Regions from separate parts of the Mus musculus genome. Here regions 2, 3 and 4 are each linked to region 1. The links are chromatin contacts, called in public Hi-C and HiChIP or PLAC-seq maps. All regions are on one chromosome and are shown on one strand. The core of a region is the stretch at or near the end of the contact, and the rest is flanking DNA. Distances in the headings are between cores, read along the strand shown.

Evidence for each region. Hi-C and Micro-C count contacts between places; a contact is called where the count stands out from the background. HiChIP or PLAC-seq counts read pairs in DNA pulled down with a chosen protein or histone mark.
Region 2: a contact with region 1 is called in an H3K27ac HiChIP or PLAC-seq map of embryonic stem cells, with 4 times the contacts expected there. The contact joins two enhancer-like sites. A contact is called at or near these places in 4 of 484 Hi-C or Micro-C datasets (the 3T3-L1 cell line, 3T3-L1-derived adipocytes, cortical neurons and 1 more), 12 of 115 datasets of contacts at active chromatin or transcription factors (acute myeloid leukemia, bone marrow-derived macrophages, cardiomyocytes and 6 more) and 1 of 9 other capture datasets (embryonic stem cells).
Region 3: a Hi-C map of stem cell-derived neural stem cells shows a contact between it and region 1, with 4 times the contacts expected there. The contact joins two enhancer-like sites. A contact is called at or near these places in 1 of 15 datasets of contacts at CTCF or cohesin (the NIH/3T3 cell line), 10 of 484 Hi-C or Micro-C datasets (the 3T3-L1 cell line, cochlea, cranial neural crest and 6 more), 18 of 115 datasets of contacts at active chromatin or transcription factors (acute myeloid leukemia, bone marrow-derived macrophages, cardiomyocytes and 12 more) and 1 of 9 other capture datasets (embryonic stem cells).
Region 4: a contact with region 1 is called in an H3K27ac HiChIP or PLAC-seq map of acute myeloid leukemia, with 2.9 times the contacts expected there. The contact joins two enhancer-like sites. A contact is called at or near these places in 2 of 484 Hi-C or Micro-C datasets (the N1E-115 cell line and neurons), 7 of 115 datasets of contacts at active chromatin or transcription factors (the 230-238 cell line, acute myeloid leukemia, embryonic stem cells and 3 more) and 1 of 9 other capture datasets (embryonic stem cells).

The regions. Positions count from the first base shown.
Region 1 is chr1:181,255,471-181,258,249 of GRCm38.p6, reverse strand. No RefSeq gene overlaps it. Among named protein-coding and RNA genes, the nearest start is that of Gm39718, 30 kb to the left of the region's middle. Within about 2 kb of position 1,404, at least 318 of the 459 cell types and tissues checked have an H3K27ac peak or open chromatin away from gene starts, as enhancers often do. A contact at or near this core is called in the 230-238 cell line, embryonic stem cells, pancreatic cancer cells and 1 more, where this site is marked.
Region 2 is chr1:181,622,337-181,625,115 of GRCm38.p6, reverse strand. Dnah14 (dynein, axonemal, heavy chain 14) reads right to left here. Exons shown (of 87, transcript NM_001377039.1): 18 at 2,079-2,423. All of the region lies in intron 2 of Gm33612 (a long non-coding RNA gene), which reads left to right. Among named protein-coding and RNA genes, the nearest start is that of Gm33612, 3.5 kb to the left of the region's middle. Within about 2 kb of position 1,330, at least 36 of the 459 cell types and tissues checked have an H3K27ac peak or open chromatin away from gene starts, as enhancers often do. A contact at or near this core is called in embryonic stem cells and pancreatic cancer cells, where this site is marked.
Region 3 is chr1:181,544,255-181,547,033 of GRCm38.p6, reverse strand. No RefSeq gene overlaps it. Among named protein-coding and RNA genes, the nearest start is that of Gm32767, 5.6 kb to the right of the region's middle. Within about 2 kb of position 1,438, at least 22 of the 459 cell types and tissues checked have an H3K27ac peak or open chromatin away from gene starts, as enhancers often do. A contact at or near this core is called in stem cell-derived neural stem cells, where this site is marked.
Region 4 is chr1:180,986,640-180,989,418 of GRCm38.p6, reverse strand. No RefSeq gene overlaps it. Among named protein-coding and RNA genes, the nearest start is that of Ephx1, 30 kb to the left of the region's middle. Within about 2 kb of position 1,433, at least 28 of the 459 cell types and tissues checked have an H3K27ac peak or open chromatin away from gene starts, as enhancers often do. A contact at or near this core is called in the 230-238 cell line, where this site is marked.

The sequences.
Region 1 (2,779 bases), core at 155-2,654:
CCCCCCAGCTCTAGGAAGGATTGAGTTGGGCTCTCTAGGAAAAGCAGGATGGACTTGGTGGTCCGAGATCTGTTTTGAGAGAGGTTGGGGACAGGATTCCAGGATTGAAGCCTACCAGAGCTGCTGAGAGTTCCAGAAAAGAATGTGAAGTGAAGGGGGAGGGGTGGATAATAGAGCAGGGAGCACAGGACCAGCCTCTCCCACCCAGAGGTCCCAGAAGTGCTGAGGAAGGGAACTTCCAGGGTGCCCAGGGCGAGGTTGGGGATCAATTTCCCTTAGAAAGTGGGGCAGGAACCCAGAATTTCACCCTGTTGGCATTCGAGTAACCGCCTACATTTCTAAAGAACACACCACAGTTTACAAATTACTTGCACAAAAAAAAATGTCCTGTTTCACTATGACAGGCAACCTGTGTTAGGCAACTTAAAAATCCTGCACTGAGCTGAGTTCACCGCGGGCCCAGTGAGGGTGGTTCTGTTACTGTCCCTCCCGTACTGGAAAACAGAGGCCAAGGTCAGTTGTCATGTGGCAACATTGGGGTTGGAGCCCAGATCTAATTCGGGAAGGACTCGCTTAAACCGCAGTCCCCAAACAACCTAAGAAGCAAGCAAGTTACTGTTAGCGCTTTGCAGGTGGAGAGGCTCGAGTGAGTATGGACTCTAGCAGGTTCACTCTGCTCATGGTTAAACCAGGTTTCCAGACGTGAGTAGCACAGAGGATTTGCAGGAGGGCCGCGGGTAGACACACCCGAAGCCCGGGTCTGTCTATCTAAGTTCCACAGCTGCCGTACACACCCGTACAGCCTTGGGGAGAAATATTCCAGATTACCAAACACAGCGCTTGTACAATAATCAGGTTGTGCGAAGACCAGATTAGGGAAGACCCACCCCGTGTAGAGCCCCGAGGCTCGAAACCCTCCGGATGGTACTGGCTAGGGCTGGTGATACCTCCTCACCCAGAACCTGGAATTAAGGGAGGCGGGTTCTGCTCCTCTAGAGCCCAAACCCGAGGAAGGAAATGGAAGGGTGGGATGGTGTCAGACGGAAGGGAAAGCAGAGAAGAGGAAGACCAAAGCCAGCAAGGGGGAAGGGGAGGCTCAATGGTCTACGCCCTGACTGTGCGGCAGATGCATGAGGCCCCAAGACTCTGCCTGGCAAGTGCAGACTGATTGCATAGGATCAAATACCGTGCAAGGTTAGTACACCGTGTCCTAGGTAGAGAGGAGGATTTTAATACAGAATAAAGGCCGCCCTCTTTCCTGCCCTCCTCCCACAGAGGGGGGGGAGGGGGGTGACTGGCCCTGGCAGGTCGCCTGTCCCCGCCCCGCGCCCTCCCCAGAGCCTCCTGCCCGCTGAGGTCGCCGCCCAGCAAAGCCTGGGCACTCCTCCCTTGCTTGCCGCAGGTCTCGGCCCATCACCCGAGCCTGGTCCCACCCGCCAAACCACATACTTTCACCTCCGTCTCACCCTTCCCTCCACCCTTCCCGTCTTCCTGGCCCAGTCCTCGCCACTCAGATGATTTTTAAGTCTGCCGCTTCCTTTCAATGGCTAGAGAAAGGATGGAAGGCTTGTGTTTGGCAGTGTTTAAATTACTCCAGAAAACACCCAGTGGCAAAGACAATAAAAGGGTACAGTTTCTTCGGCTGCTTCCGCAGGGCAGGGGGAGGGGTGGCCCGCTAACCTCCACCCACCTGCCGCCCGCCCGCCAGCTGTCTTCTGGGTGGACAGCACGGGGTCTCACCCCTGTCCCCTCCCCCCACCTCCTCTTTGGCAGGCTGGCAGCCTAGGCCAGCTGGATGGCTTGTCTCTACTCTGAGCTAGAAGGCTTCTGAAGTTAGCTGAGGCTCACAACTCTCATGCGCCTGCTGGGCGATCAAGACTTTTTACAAGGAGGGTGGCGCTATTGCCTCCTATCCGTGTCCATCAGAAACCCCTTCCTGACCAGCTTCGTTCCCACAAGCAACTGCGGCTGCTATCTCATGCCACCCGCGTATTCCAGCAGAGTTTGAGGAAGACCCTAATTTCCATTTCTTCCAGCAAATATGATTGCTTGACTCCAACTTCTGAGGTCCTGGGGAAGACAAGAGCCTGTGTCTGGGCTCATCTTAGCAGTTAGCTTGGAATCTGCTCACAACGGGTCACCCCCGGGGAAGTAAGTCCCTTGCTCACAACCTCGATGGCAACCATCCAGAACGAGAGAGAACTCTGCACACCTCAGCTCACCCTGCCTGTCCCCAGGAAGACTCACACTTGCCCATGCTCCTACCCGACCTCCTTCCAATCCTTTGTCTAAGGAACCTCCTGTAGCAGGACTGTCCTAGAAAGCATCCAGCTAAGAAAGACTTCTGCATTAAAGCATTACTTGCTACAGTAGAGCTACGTTCAAGCTTCTAAGTGACTGTCTGCTAATGATGTGACCTTGGGCAAGTCACTTAATCATGCTAAGATCCATGTTAGTCACCTGTCGATTTATCATCGATGCCAGAGTGCAGCCTGCTGCCCATATGAAAGGGGAGTGAACACAGCTTCCTCACCCCCATCTCTATTACAGATGGAGCCCAGCGCATCACAGGTGCTACTGAGCGCCCCTGACAGCTGGCCCGAGACACACCTCCACGCTGCTGCCTGAAGCAGCTCGAACTCCTCAGCTGCCTCTCAAGTGAAGTGGGAGTGGATTTCACTGCAGAGAGAGATTTTAGGGCGAGCCAATAAGACACACAGTTGGGGTTTATTAAGAAGGCATGCCAGCTTGAAGAAAAAGAGGGGCTCGGGTCAGATAA
Region 2 (2,779 bases), core at 81-2,580, 370 kb before region 1:
TTTATATATAGGTGGCCCTCCCTACCGTCCCTGCTACAAGTCACTATGTGGGCACTACTACTTCCCACAAGAGAAATTAGTTCTAACTTGTGTAGGCGACAGCTCTGTTGCTGTTGCTGTTGCACGTGGGAGTCATGTGCAACTGAATCTAGCTACATTAACTCCTGCCTGCAATATCCTGCCTGTCAACTCCGCTTCCACGCCACTGGCGCTTCTCCTTTTGCAATTAACATCTTTCTTGAAAATTATTCCTGGCCCACTCAAGCTCTGTTCGCTACTTTGGATAAGGTTTGATGCAACATTAGACTTGGTATGTGTGAGAATGCTGCTATCCTCTCACAGTTATACTGCAGAGGCACAGTCGATGGGCAGCTTGTAACTTTGGGTTTAAGAAGTATTGGAAGTCTGGCTGGATAAAGAAAAAAAAATGATAGCTGTTATCATAAACTCTGGTCTTGAAACCTGTCTTGGGTACTATGGGAGGATGCTGGTACAGGCAACAGCTAGGATACTGGGATCCATATTTGTTCTACAAAGCAGACAAGCCATAGCCTAGTGAGTCTATGGGGAACAATGATGTCAGACAATGATGTGCGTTATAAAGCCAAAAAAAAAAAAAAAAAAAAAAAAAAAAAGAGATGGGCAGTGACATGGGGCGCAGTCTTCCACGTAGTTACAGAAAGTTCTAAAGGAAGTGATATTTAATAAAACACACATGTAAGTGCTGAGGAGGGACTGAGTTGGGTAAAGTACTTGCAAGTGTGAGGACCAAAGTTTGCATCTCCATAAACTACACAAGAGCATGCATGTCTATAATCCCAGGAGTCCTACGGCCAAATCAAGTGGAGAAGAATTTCTGGAAGCCCAAGGGCCTCTAATCTGGTTTATGTGATACAAACAAGAGACACTGTGTCAAACAACTCCTGAAGTTTGCCTTTTGACCTCCACATGTTATGGCAAATGTATGTGTCACATTCACATACAGAAATGCACTTATACACAGATAAAGACTAAACACAAAAACAAATGTAATCACAGTACTTTGGGATTTTCTGAGTATAATACTTATATGTATTTTTGATTGTATATCATCAAGTTATAATCTAATCTGAAATTTTCTTATGAAAAGGTGTACCTGCTTGTATTATGAATGCTAACTATGCTCCCCCAAAAAACTGTTTGCACGATAGGGTCTGCACATAGCTTCTGGGAACCTGCCCTCAGTTAGCTCTGACTGGTAAATAAAGAAAGCAGCAGCTGAGAGCTGGGGAGGACAGACAGAGGCGAGAGCTTGGCGTTTCCTGGGCTTGGGACGGGAGGAGAGGAAGGGGAGATGGCTTAGGAGAGTGTGGAGGGAGGAGAGACAGAGTCTGCCATGGGGTAGAGAAGCAAGGAGAGCACCCAGATGTCTAATTGGAGTGAAGAGTAACCAAGATGGAACATAAGAATTAATAAGTGGTAACTAGGAATTACTGGCAGAGGTAGGTTCTTGTTGGGGCCCCAGAAGCCTCTGGAATCTTGTTCCAGGGCCATTATCTAACACTCTTTTGCTTCTTCCACTATCTTGCTTCCGTTTTGTAATTGACTCAGGACATTTACAATGTGGGGCATTCCTTTCCCTTTACAATGAGGGCACTCCTTTCTGGACCTTTTACAATGGGGACATTCCTTTGACCTTAGTGTGTTACCTAGCACTGTGGTTTGGCCTGTGTACCTGAGCAAATTCTGTTTGCGGTTTTCAGCTTTAAAAAGCCCCCCATCTCCCCTGAGTAAACGAGGCTTGAACAGAATTTTTGTCTTGCATCCTTCTTTTGTGTCTTCTAATCCCAAAATTTGTTGTTGTAGCTCCCTTCCCTCGAGAATCCTGTTGTTTAAACAAGTCCTGCAGGTTGGGGCAGGTTCTCGCAGCGTGGAGGCCAGCTATTGTGCTGCTTAAGGCATATAAAAATATAAAGGCTGTGTATGTGTGTCTCACTTGGGAACATAAATGTTTGAGGTGGGAAGTGACCCCCCCCCCTTCAAGCTGGGATTCATTAATAATTAATTCAACAAAAAAGAGGAAAAAAATAAAGACTTACTTCTAATAGATTTGCACTTTTTTCCTCAATGGTACATTGTAACAGGTTGTAGCTCATTTGTATGATGCCATCAACATATGGTAAGCATGCTAATTGATAATCCAGACTATTCACATAAAAAATTCCAATACGTATCTCAATAGTCATGGTCACGATTTGCTTTAGGTAGCTTCTGAATTTATGTATTATTCTTTTAAACTCGATGGATGTCAAGTTCGTCATGAATGGCAGTTTTGTAGTCATGACTTTGGCCTTTTCTACTATGTAACAATATTTCAGAAACCTGCAGCTGTAGTCGCTAACCAAGCCCACTGAATTACCAATAATAGTCAGCAGAGTCACAATCTGTGAATGAAAACGTCAAGATGGTTAGCATGTTCCACCTGGAAATAGAAGCCTTACTAAAAGCTTTTATCTGCATTGTTGGGCAAGCTGATGGTTACTGTCAAATGATGGTCTTTGTACAATTCATTCTGTTTAGAACTGGAATTAAATATTGCCATATGTTGGAAACAAGACTAAGAAAAATAGATAACATGACTTTCATGCAAAGGTTACTCAGATATTTAATTTGTAATCAAGGTATTATTTTGAACTATGTCCTAGAGAGACCAACCATCTAGCTCACTGCCTGTCGTCCGACTTTCTCCTCACACAGTCCCAGAGCAGGCTGGGCCTGTGTATTTCTGATTTCACTTAGT
Region 3 (2,779 bases), core at 189-2,688, 290 kb before region 1:
TGGGCCGAGCATAGACAAATCATCACACGGTGTTGAGATAACTTTCTTTTTTTTAACTTTGTGTAAAGGTATGTCTCTGTATTTTCAATTGTTGATTCCGTAGGACAGAAAGCTAAATGCTGGCAGGAGAGTGGCATTGTTATGTCTACAGCCTTCGCCAGCCTTATGTTTGTAAATAGTTGTCCGTCCGCACCTGCTTAGACACTTGAAGGTAATCCTAGAGGCAGATTGTCTCACTGCTGATTGGTTGTAAATAAAGATCTCACAGCCAATAGCTGGAGCCGGAAATGGAGGGTGGGACTTCTGGGCACGGAGATTGCGGCAAAGGGAGAGCCGACCCAGAGGGAACAGACAAGGACTGAAGATGAGCAGAGAAAGCTATAGAGCTAGCCATGTGGCCAGTTGTAGGCTAGTTAGTCAGGTTAGGTATAGAATAGCCAGGAGACTGCCCAAGCAAAAGGCCTCGGCTTCAAACTATATAGAAGACTCCATGCGATTATTTATACTGCTGATTGTGTCGGAGAAAGTCCCACTATAGCCATGGCATAACACCCAGCTTCCTCCCACTAGCACCCCTCTCTTAAGGAGCCCACCACCTCCCAGTTGTGTGACACCGGGGATCAAGTTTGGGCTTCGGGGTATTTCAGATCAAAATTGTAGCACGAGTTCACTGAACAAGCTGGGCTCCCTTTGACGTCCTCTCTCAGGGTCACCCCACCCTATCCCTTGGATAAAATCCTGAGCTGGAATCATGGTTCTTCCAGCCTTTCTCATAGAATGGGACCTCTATCGAGGCGGATCGTCTAATGTTCCCACAGGCCCTCTGCAGGAGTGTGGCCTCCCTGCTAACACTGCGCACCCTGATATTTTTATACACCAGAAAAATGATTTTAATCACGTGTAAGAATACAGGGTGGCTCGTGAGGTTGCCTGACTGTAGAGGGACCCATAACACAGAGAGAAAGATGAAAGAGAAAGACCACCCAGGAGGTCCACAGAGTGAAGAGTTCCGTCTCTCCAGGCCCACAGACAAGGGGGATTCACGGTGCATTTAGGAAAGTAACCCCACACCTACCTGGTGTCCTAGAAAACGTCCTGATAATACTAAACTCTAAACTCTTTTGTTCCCATCCTAGAGCCCTTAGGAATTGAGTCAGCCACAAACTTCTGAATAGGGACCTGCCCCTCCACGAAACAACTGCTTTCTTGACCCAAGCGCCAACCGTATCTCCTTGCAGCAGTCTGTGGAAGGAGGGGACACCCCTCTCACCCAATTTCTCTTCTTCAGTGTTTGCTATTTCTCGTCAAGACCCAAGCTACACCTCAAATTTTGAACCCCATCCATTACCTCAGAAGTCATCCACACTGCCCCAATGGCGGCGGAAGACAGGGGTTCATGGTCTGTCAGTTCTTACTTATGAACACTAGGTGGCGACATTGCAATGGGAAGATGAAACATTGCTGCGTTCCTATGAGAAACCAACACGCTGGTGAAGAGATTGGTTTATACACCAGGATAACAAGCCCAGCGGCTGGACTGTATGTCGATGCCGATGCGATGCCGAGCTGAGCGAGTGTATGAGGTGCTTGTTAGTAGGGAGTTGCCTGTATTTGATCGTTACGCGATCTCCCGCAGAGCGCCATCCTGTCACCGCAAGTTTTCCCAGGGAGAGACCAAATAGGTCATCTTGAAATCAATTTATTGTAGTCCCTGAAACCTATGTCATAATAATCTCTAAGACAACTCCGAGACCAGGATTAATAAAGACACACAGTCTCTTGTAAACTGCTGGGAGAATAGGCGTCAGGTATTCTCATCAGAAACAATGACTGCGGGGTAGATATATTAGTTGGCTTGATCTGGTCATTTCATAGTGCAGAGATAACACCAAAACATTGAGCCGCACCCAATCAATAGCTATAATTACTTGTGAGTTAAAAAATAATAATAAAACAGGAAAGTAAAACGTAAAAGAACTAAAAGCAAAAAGAAGTCTACAGGTGTCTCTGTGTCGGGACACACATTTCTGAGTTTGGCTGACTTGCCCACATTCCTAGGAAGGACGTAGGTGTGGCTGTATGATCAACTTCAGCAGTTTTAAGTGCCTACTATGTGCTTTGGTCCCAAGGCTCCTGCAAGCCTCAGGAAAGCCCAGTTTTCTCATATTCTACCCTCAGACGTGCAAATAGAGACTCTGAGACTGGGAATTTGAGGGAAGCAGGAAGGTGGCTGTTCCCTGTTCCCTGTCCACCCTATCATGCTATACAACCAGGACCACTCCTGAAAGTTGACCCGGGAGGTCCTGGGATCCTGAGGGCACTCAGCTTCCCTCTTGCAGGCACTCTAGCTGAATCTGTGGATCTCCTCTGCCCCCTGACCCTTGGTGCCTGGCTGAACTTTCCCATCAAGACAGCCCAGAAGAAGAGGGACTCTGACACTCAGCCAGGTACCACTCACCTTCAGGTCTGTCCTCTACGCACAGGATCATGGAGACAATGGCTTTCGCCCCAGCTCATGGGTCTTTCCTCAAATGTTTATCCCCCAAAGGCAGGGAGGAGTAACAGTTGTGCTGTCCTCTGAGCTCCTGTGCAGCAGGAGACAGAGACTCTGCACCCAAGCAGAGAAAGCCCACGAGGCAGGCACCCAGGAGTTAACTCCAGCACCACAATACCTCCTAGCTCCCCTTCATTCTTTGGATCCCAAGTGATGGCCAGAGATCACTCTTCTTGTATTAAAAACCAACAATAATTAAACACCCTGCAGTGGCCTGAGAAGGAA
Region 4 (2,779 bases), core at 184-2,683, 270 kb after region 1:
CAGAGGGACACCTAGGTGCCACCAGCAGTCAAGGCCATGCTGCCTAGGCCGCCTCAGGAGACCCCTGGCAGCTCTTGAGCCACTCACAGTACACAGGGCTCTGGGAACAGAGAATATATAGCTGGCAGTTGTCATTGAGAAGGCCTAAGTATCCCGGGCCCAGTAATGTCTCCAAATGAGCCCAGAGTGGTCTGTAAAGTTGTTTGGTCCCATGGTGCTCGGCTGAGGTAGAAGGAAGGATTCCTCCGTGTTTGGCTCTGTTCCACTAGAGCAGGGCCTCTCCCTGTCGTGATCCTATGTCTCAGGCATTCCCAGGGGCAGCTTGGAGGATGCTCTTAGCCAAATGTGACTGCCTATCTCCAGTATCACACTGGGAAAACACTAAGTGGTCCCTGACTTTTTGCAGTTGGTGGCTTCAGGACTAAGAACCCTCCAACCCCCAACCTGCCTGCCCCCACTTCCACTCTGTCTTCACATCCCTCTAGAACTCTCATGGCACTGAGCCTTCCACCTTAGAAAGAACAGACACTTGAGGAGCCTGCTAGAATCCCTAGGAGGGCAGAGAGATGGGGTCTTACCAGCTGGGCCCAGTGGGTGCTTTATTTATTGTGTTCTTTATCTCTCTTTACTCTGGTGACCTCAAACCTCCACTCTGATCCAGCCAGAGTTCCAGGTAACATGATACAAAAACACAGAACAACATATGTGGAGATATGTGTGCAGCTGCTAGGAACATGCTACAATTGGCAATGGTAGGTACCTGGTCCCTACACCTCCCTGCGGGGCGTCCCTAAGTGGGGCTGCACAGAGGTTCTGGAACCCAGCTGGACTCCATCTCAGAGCTGACTACTGCAAGATAGCAACAGAGATGTTTCCCTCGCCTCTCAGTGGAAACACACCTTCCTGGTGCTGCGTTCTGGGAGAGCCTCACTTTATATGGGAAACCAAGCTGGCTGTGGAGATTTGTCCGTTATACTCCTGCCTGGCACAGGCTGAGAATGACGCCTCTCCCCCACCCCTCTGATCTACTCTCTTGCCGTTGAAGGCCCTCAGGTGTCCCTGGGTAATGATGGTCTCTGTGGACCTTCTCATCAGGACTCTCTTAGTGTTGGCAGGGCCTCAGATGTCCTTCAGTAATGATAGTATCTGGAGACCTTCTCATCGGGGACTTGTCCAAGGACAGACAATTCTAAGAAGAGTCTCTGACCTCAGGGAAACATCAGCTGGCAAGGCCAAGGCTACTTCCCTGCCCTGCCCTGCCCTGAGGTCCCGGGGCTCTCAGAGACTCAGTCTCTCCCGATAGCAACATCTGAAGGCTAAAAACAGGGAGACTCGGGAAGGAACGGGGTCCTGGTGTCTCCTGGCATCTCTCTGGCACTTCCCTCTAGCAAATGCCCGATAAGATTGCTGAATTCAGAAGGGCGTGTGTTTGCCGCCCCCTTGTGGCTGTCCGAGGACCTCACACGGGCACATGAAAGGCCAGTGACAAAACTTCAGGCACCCACAGAACCTTCTGTTGTGGCTGTACTGAAGGTCCAGTTCTCCAGGCAGTGGGTCCTAGAGATGACCAGTGAGGAGGGCACAACAGCCCAGGGCATGGGCATCCATCCTACAAAGCTGCCCCTTTACCTACACAGGAGGTCTTTCAATATTCTGAACAATCCAAACAGCTAGATACATGAAACTGCTGAAGCCTTACCCACCACTTCCTGCACACAGTAACTGGGTCTGGCACAGTGTGTAGTGCCGCTATCGAGACCGGGTTTCTCTGTATAGCCCTAGTGCCGCTATCGAGACAGGGTTTCTCTGTATAGCCCTGGCTGTCCTGGAACTTACTTTGTAGACCAGGCTGGTCTCGAACTCAGAAATTCGCCTGCCTCTGCCTCCCAAGGGCTGGGATTAAAGGCGTGCATCACCATGCCCGGCTTTAAAAAAAAAAAAAGGCAGGGACTTCTTTTTCTTCTTCATAATTCTGTGGATCAAAGATTCTTCAAGGGTCTCACTCAGCATCTATACCTTTTTCCTCATATGTTAAAAACACTCACTTTTTGCATAAAGGAATCTATCTGAAGTCCTGTCTTGTCAGTCTGAATGCCACATGATGTCCCAGTGGAGGCATCAGTAAGTGGAATAATGGCCCCTCGCCCCAAGCACTGGCCACTGGTCCAGTTGACAGTCCTGAAACTGGAGAGGAAGGGGCAGGAAGGTAACCTGGTGTGAATGCATGGGGACAGGCTTCATGCAGGGTGTGAGGGACACAAAACTATCTGTGCTGGCTGATGTGTGAGTGCACTCACGAGTTTATTTCTAAAAGGAGATACAAATTTGAAAGAAACCCAAACTAACCCTATTTCTAGAATACATGATCCTATCCTTAAAAGATTCTAAAGGGAGCTGGAGGGATGGCTCCGCAGTCAAGAGCACTGGCTGTTCTTCCAGGAAAGCCTGACTTCCTCAGCACCTGTGAAACAGATCACAACCATCTGTGACTCTGGTCCCTGGGGAATCTGCCGCCCTCTTCTGGCCTTTGAGGGTAACCAGCACACATATGGTACACAAACATACATGCGGGCAAAACTTTTATACAATAAGAAAAATGAAGTAAAACACTCTTAACTTGGTAAAGAGCGAAGCCCGGGATACAAAGGCGACAGATAAAGCCCTGTCGCTTTCCTGTGCACCAATAACAAACTTGAGAAAGAACTCGTTCTCCATGCACAATAGCTTTTAAAAAGTAAAATGCCAGGGTTAGAGGGATGGTTCCGCAGTTAAGAAGACT